Linked DNA regions of Pan troglodytes: region 2 is linked to region 1. A link is a contact called in public HiChIP or PLAC-seq data. All regions are on one chromosome and are shown on one strand. Each heading gives the region's core, a stretch centred on a gene start, on an enhancer-like site or on the middle of the called end of the contact. The rest is flanking DNA. Distances are from core to core; before and after follow the strand shown. Region 1 holds the start of NECTIN3 (nectin cell adhesion molecule 3). Region 2 holds the start of CD96 (CD96 molecule).

The links. HiChIP or PLAC-seq counts read pairs in DNA pulled down with a chosen protein or histone mark.
Region 2: a contact with region 1 is called in an H3K4me3 HiChIP or PLAC-seq map of stem cell-derived excitatory neurons, with 9 times the contacts expected there. The contact joins the promoter of CD96 here to the promoter of NECTIN3 in region 1. A contact is called at or near these places in 2 of 7 Hi-C or Micro-C datasets (blood and stem cell-derived neural progenitor cells) and 1 of 1 datasets of contacts at active chromatin or transcription factors (stem cell-derived excitatory neurons).

Annotation. Positions count from the first base shown.
Region 1 is chr2:114,413,098-114,418,135 of NHGRI_mPanTro3-v2.0_pri, reverse strand. It overlaps NECTIN3 (nectin cell adhesion molecule 3), which reads right to left and starts at 2,974. Exons shown (of 11, transcript XR_001713521.4): 1 at 2,815-2,974. It also overlaps a transcript of LOC460575 not described here.
Region 2 is chr2:114,881,327-114,886,364 of NHGRI_mPanTro3-v2.0_pri, reverse strand. It overlaps CD96 (CD96 molecule), which reads right to left and starts at 2,759. Exons shown (of 16, transcript XM_063806963.1): 1 at 2,609-2,759; 2 at 1,416-1,949. The coding sequence starts at 1,476.

The sequences.
Region 1 (5,038 bases), core at 1,725-4,224:
GAAAGAGGCATAGAATCTCAGAGCCAAATGGGACCTTACAAAGGTCAGTCTATCTTGTTATTCATCATTACCATACCCATGATAATATTCTCTATGTCCCCCGAAAAAAAAACGGTGGGAAGTAAAAGTGAGATAAATCTAATCATCTATGAATTGATTATTGCCATCATAAAGAAACTTCGAATTTCATAATTAAATGACGTTTATCAAGTCAGATGATGATGTAAGCCCAGTCCCCCTGACACTTATACCTAGGAATCTCTTAGGCTTAAAAACAAAAAAAAAAATCTGGCAATTTGACAACCTGTAAAACTCTCATTTTAAAAGTTCAGTTCTCCAAATAAGATAATGCATACCCCCAAAACAAACGGCCAGCAAGTCTGATATAAACATTTTTATAGCCTTCAGAATATCAGGTCCACCAGTTTTGATGGATATTTTTAACAGTTAAATTAACACGATAAAGTTAAGGCCACGCTATATATCAAACATATCAAAATATCAAAAATAGCAGCAAAAGGAAAAATCTATATGTCATAAAACAAGTAAAGCATTCTCATCAACAAATCATCAGCTACAGTCATCTTTTTAAAGCTTAAAAATCTTTTCAACTCTAAAACTGGCTCCACGCAAATATTAATTACATGCCAAACCTTGTAAGCAGTACTATGAATAACATTATAACTCTATTAATTAAAACAGTAGTTAAATCAACAACTTGTTAGACTAACAGCTTACTTGAAGAAAATTTTGCTTCCATACCACTAAGCTTCCATAAGTCACAACATCTGTGCCCTATTCAAAGATTTAATTCCAAAATAAAGGTTGATGGAAAAAACTCGTCATAAGGGTTCACAAATTAGGGTGTTATAACACTATAAGCCAAAAAAGGAAGCTGTTTAAATGAGTAGCACACAGGAATACAAAACTAGTGTCTACCTCTACAACAAGAAGAGTTGACTCCAAACACTACACCTGCTCTAAAACACAGTCCATTTGCCTACACTGCTTAAGTTTTTAAGCTCTGAATTAAAAATCAAGTCCTTCCAATGCTACATTGAGATTTTTTAAAACTGTTTTCTTCTTCCATGTGAAAACCAATGTGTTCCTTCAAAAAGTAATCAACAATTCATTTTCACAACCACTAAGAAATTATCATGTAAATAATTCCTGCATCAGCTATGCATATTACCTGGCTTCAGTCTTCCACAGAGCTTTGCCTAACTAGATCTGCCTCTGTGGAGGTATAAATATTCTCTCGGTCCTTAACATAAACGAAGTCAGGATAGTAAACTGGTAAGGTCCCCTCCAACTGTCCTCTCACTCAACTGTAAGCAACATCCCCAATTCTCCTTCATGGAATAGAACAGCATACAAATTCAATCTAGACTCTGGCATCAATTTAAAAAGGTATAGCATTAAGAACTTTCTCTTGGAACCAAGTATCTGGGGAGTCGGCATACAGAAACAGCGTACAATTAATAACATTCCATTTATCATACTATACTCTGTGTAAATCAGATTTCATTACAGTGCTGGAAACGTGGTGGTAAACTGTTAGTGGAAATTCTCAGCCCAGAAGAGACACTCAATCCCATCATGCAAACTTTGCTTCCCTCATAACCAACTACCCTGACTCACCTACCGTGTAACAGGATTCTCCTCCTTCTAAATCACACTATTCAAGAAATGTGCACACATCTCTCCTTTTAATAAATACTAGTAAAACTTCAGTTTACGGTTTTATGAAATACTGAAAACCAATCTTTGACCAAGCTTAAGTTCTGCCCCTCTACTTTTCTTACCAAGAGCCCTCAAATAAATAACTACTCGCAGTGTTGTGATACTCCTCCTCCCACCAAAGACTGGTGTCCTTATTTTCCCAAATCACTGCCTCCCATTAATTACCACTTAAGTCCATTTCTCTTGCATGAGGCAGACTTTTTTTTTTTTTTTTTTTTTTTTAGCACAGTCCTTAATAAGCAGGCTTCTAGTCTGGCATACCTGGGAAGAAAACTCAGAGACTAACTCCCAAATATGACAGGAAAACAGTAACATAACACGAGGGTCAAGAGATGGGAAACAGGCGCGTGACTGTTTTGGTTAGAACAGCCGGGGCACACAGTCCATGAAATCAGGTATTTAACACGTAAATCTTGTTCCTGCGGTTTGGTAAAATAAGCACGGGCAGTGTGAGAGACGTCCCACAAGCTGGAAGGCAGGGACGAGGGTCAATCTCGAGAGCTCCAGAAGCTGTCAGGGCAGAGCCGGGGGAGTGGGCACAAGACAGAAGAAAACTAGCTGTAGGGGATTCTGCGGCTGGGTGGGCTAAAATGGTGCCTTCTCCAGGGTGGAAGGCCATGAGAAGTGGACCCGGAGGCTTCATTCCATCGGGCTCCGGTCCCTAGGGTTTCTGGGCTCACAGCTCAAGTTTCACCAGGAAAAAAAGCGGCAAACGTGCATCCCGGCACCTTAACCTACGACGGTTCCCAGGGAATGAGCGAGGAAGTAACGGTCCCCGGAGCAAACCCGGAGTTCGGCGCACGAAGCACCATCGCCAACCCTCGGCCATCCGCACGGCGACCCGCGCGGCCGCGGGGGAGGGGAGCGGGCCGCCGGCTCAGCATTCGCTGGCCCGGCCCTTCCAGGGCCTCGCCCCGGGCGCGGCGAAAAGTTTCCAGCCAAAGTCTTCGGCACTCGCTCGCACAGCCAACCGCCTCGCTGCCCCAGAGAACGGCTGGCAGAGCCGGCCGCGGCGCCCGCACCCTCAGTGGCGGCTCCCTCAGCCCACGCCGGCCGCCGAGGTTCACCTACCACAGAGCCTGGAGAAGAGCAGCAGCGGGAAAAGCAGCAGCAGCAGCGGAGGCGGCGTCGGGGGCTGCAGCAGGAGCCCGGCTCCGAGGAGAGAAGCGGAGGAAAGTTGTGCTTTGCCGCCTCCAGGACACAGCGGGGACGGCCGCAGGGTCCGCGCCATCCCCCACCCTCCCCCCGGCCCGCTCGCCCGCCCGCCCCCCGGCTCCCCTGGCCCCGGCGCCTCAGGCTCTGGGCGGAGGCTGTGGAAGGTCCAGCGCGCGTCCCCAGCTCCCAGCTCTAGCGCCGTCGCTGCCGGCTGACACTCGGCCGAGCGCTGGCGGCTGCCTCGACACCGCCGTCGCCGACGCCACTGCCGAGGCTGAAGCGGGAGCCGCCCGCCGCCGCCACTCCCCTCCCCCCGGCACCCGCCCGCCTCGAACTCCTGGGAACTCGGAACGCACCACCCCGCCCCACGCAAGAGGGGGAAAAGAAACCGACCCTCAGAGCGGGCGCCCGACTCGCCCGCCCTCCCCGCGCAACTCCAGCTCCCGTCTGATCCCCGGGCGCAAGCCCTGTCTCCTCCCACCCCGCCCTCCTACACATGCTCCTCCCCTTTCAAAAAAAAAATATTCTTTTCATCCACTTTGATAACGGGGTTTCTCCCACAGCAGAGATTTAAAAGGGACAGGAAAATCTGGAATAGGTTAGTCGGCCCCGCCCCTCGTTCCTGCCTGGTTTCCCCCCTTTCCTGCCTTTCCAATGGTATCGCCCACTCCACCCCTCGCGGGTCCACGGAGGCCCCGGCGCCGACTGAGGCGAGGGCTGCGGGACAATCACGCTCGGCCCTCTCCTCTCCCGGGCGGCGCTCTCCCTGTGGCGGGGACCTGGGACGAGGGGGTGGGGTGGGGAGGGGAAGGCAGGAGGGGGCTGCCCTTCCGTTGCCCATGCTAAAGGTTCCTGTGTAGGAAGCTGGACGCAGCCTGCTGGACTAGTAATCTTCCTCCTCGCTGGGGCGCGGGGCACTGAAGGGAGGGAGAGACTTTCTCCTCCTTCCTGTTCCCCGGGACAGCTGTGCTCTCCGAATCCTTCCCTTCTTCCCAGCCCACTTATCCCCCGCTCGCCAAGGCACGTTTGCACAGGCATTTTTCCTGCTCTTTTCTCTGGGAGGGCGGCTTGGTAGAACGGTCGGCGGAGCTGGGCGAGGAGAGGGGTCTCAGAAGGTTTGCTTTCTTGCTTTTGCTTCTCACTGGCCGCTGGGCTGTCCACTTTCCGCGCCGGGCGACTGGCAACAGGAGGCCCTGGATTTCCCCCAACGAGTGCGTTGGTGTTTTTCTTTGGTTTTGTTTCCTTTGCATGTTCGTATGTGTAGTTTTATTTTCTTGCCTGTTTTCGTTTGATGGCAGAGAAGCGACCTCGGGAAGTATTAAACATTTGCCCGTATAAGAAGAGCGTCTGTGGTCCACCATGACCCTCGCTCACCCCAGGTGGCTGCCCGCCCTGCCCTCTCCATCCTCCCGCCTCGCGCAGTACCGGCAGCTTGACCTTGGAGCCACTGCCACATTGGTTCCGCGGGGGGAGTAGGAGGGTGGACAATTTGGACTGTCCGGCGTAGGGGGTGAATTGAAGGCAGAGGACACCAGTCCTCAGGCCTGACACTATTAATTTTATGTAGGTCCTGTCATCTCCACGAGATAGCCATAAATGTGTTCCAGTAACAGGAAAGCTGAACAAGGATCAGCCGCCCAGAAATTAGCCTGTCGCAGCTAAACTAATGCATGCTTGCGGCCAAGACCACGCTGTCCTCGGCTTTCAGTCAATAGAGTCTTCCCACCTTCCGCCCGCTGGATTACAAGGCTTTACTAACCTCCAAGGCTACAAGCCATTCTACACCCTGCCCACCTCTTTTTTCTTTCTTAACTTCTGCCTCCCTTCCAGTCTCCCAGCGCTCGGTCTAGTGCCTTTTTCCCTCCAGCCCTTTCCTCTTCCCTCCCTCCCTGTGCCTGTCTGCCTCTGTCGTCCCCTGTAAGCTTGTCTCCTGCAGCCAAGGCTTTCTATCACCTGTTCTCAAGATGCACTTATGAATAAACCTTGTCCTGCATCGCTCCGGGAGATCCCCTGATGATGATCATAATTGACAAAAATGTAGCTATTGTGACATTCCTCAGCTGTGCTGACACCACCGTTTCCCTTGAGAAAATTTCTTTTTCTATATTCGCATTCCCTAAACCTAATTTCACTGCTAAAT
Region 2 (5,038 bases), core at 1,510-4,009, 470 kb before region 1:
TTGGAAGGTTGAGATAAGCTCGCAGCTGCAACTTGTTAGCAATGCTGGGAGGGGCTACTTAAATTTCTTAGCCTACATATAACTTCTAAGTAACCTATACTTAATGTTAACTATTACCTATGTTATGTTTATTATTTTAAACTTTATTATTACTTATTTTATTTTATTTTCCTTCCACATAACTTCCAAACTGTCTCCCAAATTCAGTCTAGTTGATTAGAGTAAGAAATTTCACTTTCAATATACAAGGATTGAAAGGACCTCATCTAACCTTAGGTAGAGGTTCCACTTAGTATCACCTCTAATCGATGGTCTGAAATACTAGACATAAGCAGAGTCTCTTTCCCATCAGCAGTCTGACCGAGTGATACAGGACACTTAAAATGTGTTAAGCATTGAGACTGTGACATGCCTTCAATAGTGTTGGCCTCAGTTTTAGAATTAACATGGAATCCTGTTACAGAAATGATATATATTATTGTGACAAGTACCACTGAAGCTCACAAAAGGAAAAGATAAAAAGATGACAAGCAACTGAGAAGAAACAAGCCTCTTAGAAGTAAAAGTACTTGACAAATGGGAATTATCATACTTCTGTGGATGCAAAAGTTTGGTAGGCAGAGGTTAGTACAGTTTAATGTAACTTCCTGTGAGCTATCCTTTGCCTGAAAATATGGCTCTGATCCTATCTACAGCATTATATTCCAAATCTCTTTTGATTTAGAAATTCTCCTTAATATTTTCATAGCTATATCTGAAAAGCACAGTTAATTCTTAAGACACTCAGGCTTACTATGATACTCTCATACTGTGGAATACAGAACTAATCTTGCTTCCTTCTTTTTTTAAATAGGCCCATTAGGCTCTCGTTCCCACTGTCATAAGGATTCCACTTTGCCTCCCAGGTTCATACCTACACATGCCTCATTAAAATTCAACGTGTTTTCAACTCCCAAAAACCTCAGTATTTGGATGAGAAATACTTGTTATATCCAAAAGAAAGAGTACTTGAGAGAGAAAAAAGTTAAACAAGGATCTCTGAGCGTTGATGGCTTTGTAATTTTTAATTTTTCCGCAGTTGTTTTGGCTACCATTTGGAGAGCATTTCATTTCCAAGAAACATAATTTGCCAATTACTCCAGAGATCCTGTTAGAAAGGAAATGGGTGAAAATGCCTCAGAGCAGTGGCACAAATGACCCATTCCCTTCTTATTTTTAGTGTTCATTAGTAATCATTTCTAGATTCTAGCATCTCTCTTATACCTGCTGCTTAAATACATAACTGAAACCCTTAGTAATGATTTGTCCTTTGGTGATCAATTTCAGCAGCAGTCACAAGGCATTTTAAATGAACAGAGGCCCCATCTGCCCCTAAAGCGGCCCATCCGACAAGAGGGGACAACTGGAAGTCTTACCCTTGACAAAATGTATCTGGATGATGTAATAGACAGCACAGTATTTCCATTTTTTCTCCATTGTCTTCTGAACACCTTACACCAGCATTTCCGTAATGATCACAAAGTCAATTGATGTTTTCAAGCAAACTCCAGCCACCCACTTCGTGCTAAAAAACCCGAAATCTACCACACACGCCTGGGTCTGTTTATCACTTGGCAAGCCCCCAGGAAATGAAACGTAGACAGGAAAGTAATGTGGTTCAGGACTGAGTATAACGTTCGACAGAACAATGTTGAAATTGTTCTCTGAAATTTGTGTATCACCTTCTTTAAGAGACTTTTCAGTATCCAAAGAGTCTCTTATTCAGGATTTCTGTGTCAGTCAAGCTGCGTCTAAAATCCAAACAAAGGATATCACGCAGAGCAGTTGGCAATGTGCTTTTTATACATTTTTTTTCAAGAGCACAAAGTCATTTAACAAATGTGAGCTTGGTGTTTTTCATAATAGTTTTTCTGTTCAATCTTAAGATATGTTTTCTTTCCAGAATTGCCCTGGGGTGAAAGAACAAAGAATTAACACATTTAATTTTAATAAAATCTGAAAAGTAACAGGGAATAGTGTCAGCTATCAAACCAAATTTTATTGTCTCTCCTCTTGCAGGGAAATGCACATTTCCTGGGAGTGGAGGAGTGAGGGCTACTTTTCTACCCCTCGTCTGGGAAGACAAGGGAAGGTTGGAGGTCAGATAGGGAAATCTCCCACCAGGTTGGCTGGAGGCCATTTTTGTTCACCACAGAAGAGCTTATCTATGCCTAAGCCAAAGCAAGGCGGTAACAATCAGAATCCAAAGGCAGAGAATTCCCACCTCAGTGAGCTATTAGGCTTATTACATCTGCCTAGTTACTTCTATTTACAGAGAACCGCAAACAGGTTTCAGGAAAGTGACCCCTTGGTAAAAATGTCTGGCTATTCGTAGAACACGATGACTATTCCCTGCTATGATTCTCTGATTTAATTGTATTAGTTTTTCAGCCTGAGATAAAATAGGCTGTCATCACCCTCCAACATTAAGAAAACAAGCATTAGACTGAGGACTACTGTAAGTTTGATGGACAAAGAATAACTACAAATAAACATGTGTGTCTTCATACAACCGTATGAATGATTAAAATATCCTGTGACCCTAATTTTATTATTAGAATATACGTACCACCTAGCAAGACCAAAGACAAATGAAAAGGCCAATTGTAATCCTGAGATGGGAATTCTTTTCAGGTGAGGTGGAGATAATTTTCGTCAGGTTGTCATCATGTATACACCAATCTCTCCTATGCAAGGACTCGTGGGGAATATGGATGATGCTAAGACAGAAGGAAATGCTTTTGCCAGTCAGGAGATTAAATTTAGATGGGAGAAGAGAGGTTTTCATGTAAATAAACAAGGGCGACTGTCTTACTGGACGTCCAGGTCACCCCCTATACCACCACTGCAAATACTTGCCATGATAATTGCCATACTTATTCAGTATTCCTCAGCTAATGATTTCTTGCAGAATTTAGATGTAGTTACTGCTTGCCTAGTCCAGTGCTCCCCAAACCTTTATTATCACCCCTTCCCAACTTCCCATGAGTTTCAGGTCACTGGGGATATTGGGTCAGGTAGTACTGACAGTGATTTTCCAGGGAAGGCCTGGGAACTCAAAGTCCTTTATAGAAGGGCAGGAAGAGACATAACTGCTCTAGGTACCTTCATCTCTTCCCATTGCCCCTGGAAATTCTAGTAAATCAAAGTTTTATGAAGCATAGCAGCAAAAATAGTCCTGGAGATGCACTATGAAGATCCTGATTTGCACGTTGGTGTCCCTATTAAATCAGGACACATTACAAGCCTAGAGAAGGGATTCTATGATCTCGTTCCATTTTTCATATTAAGAGGAATTTACCTAAGTAGAAACCAATTCAAATATACATTTACTGACTTATCTAAGAACAATACCCTCTTTGGGGTATTTAGACTTCTCCTATCTTTTATTGTATTAAAGCGAAACAATTGTTCCAAAAAAGTCTGTAAACTCAGAAACATGGAATTGGTCGTTTATTTTCCAGTGCTACAGACTTACTTTCAGTAGAATTCTTGCCTCTCATTGGGGTTGGGCTACCTGAGCCATGCATTTAGTGGCTATACGGCAAATCTGTCCTCTGGGTATTGTTCAGGGCTTAGTTAATGATTCTTATGTCTAGAAACTTCTATGTCCTGAAGCCATCAGATTTGATTAATTTTTCTTTGGGATCCACACAGGTTCTGAAAGTATAACAATTTCAGATGCATGGCCACAGAATATTAACTGAATGCTTACACTTCAGGTGTCCTGCAGCTGCAAGACCCAGGCAACAGCCCCTCCATGGCTGTTTGCATGCAGCAGGTGGCAGCAACACTCCGCAGACTGGCACGGCTATCCCAGGTGATGGGAATTGCCCCCACTGCCTTTCAATCCTGGTAATATTTTCTAAAGGCTCTTTCAGCATGGGGATAGACAGGCGTTCTCTATACTTAAAAATAACTCTTCTATGGAAGTCATGTCAATCTCTTCTATTATCCTCCCTACCCACCATATCCTGATTGCACAGGGTTTCTTCTGCCTTATAGTCTGCTGCACATAAGGAGAAAACAGAAGCAAGTCAGTTTCACACACAAAAAGAAATCGTGATCTTCTTGAACTGCAGAGGCAAATTCAATTATTTACAAAGAGAAGCAGGAACACACATTATTTCTGCTAAAGCCAAGCCATGATTGTGTATTTTGGACAAACTTTTTAAATGCTCTAGCTAAACACACTCAATGAGAAAAGGACATTTTCAGAAACAGGAAGTTGAGCAAAAGGTAAACTTACTTTTGTGGTTTTCATAATGGTTAACTCAAATATTACTTACTTATCTTTAAACACTTACTAAAAATAAAAATGAGAGTGCTATACTTTTGCATGTTTTCCAAAATGCTTAGAAAACATGATGGTTAAGGTTTCAGTTAATTAAAAAATACTTACTGTATGTCAATTCTTAAGGGATTACTGAAGAGGCATAGTTCTAGATAATTTTAAAATACCAAAGATAAAACACAACCCTCAGTTTTAAGGCAGTTACCATTTAGCTGGGAGGAAGCATCCATGTGCACCAAAAAAGTCAAGCAGCATAAAGCACAGCCCAAATGAGAAGGTAGGGCAGGATTTTAGCAAAGGGGGAATTATCTTAGGGGTTGAGTGGGCCAAGAGCATATGAAGTGTGGAATCTAAACTTGGCCCTATAGGCGTCAGACTGGTAGAAACCGCAAGCTAAGTCATTCCAGGCAGAAGAAACAGGAAGAGCCAACACTTGACAGTGTTGAAGTTCAAGGCCATTTAATAAGTGGGCTATTCCGGTTTAGCAGAGGCTGTATTAGGGGACTTGGAGCAGACAAAGCTGTCCAAGAGCTTTGAATTCTAGGCTAAAGGGTGTGGGTTTTTTCCTCATGTCAGAGAGACTCCCTAAAGATATTTCAGCATATGAGTCATATATTTAAAGTAACATTTTAAAAGGATAAATTGGGTGGGCGTGTGTGAAATGAATGGAAGAAAGGAGAACAGAGAAACAGAAGACTTGTTAGG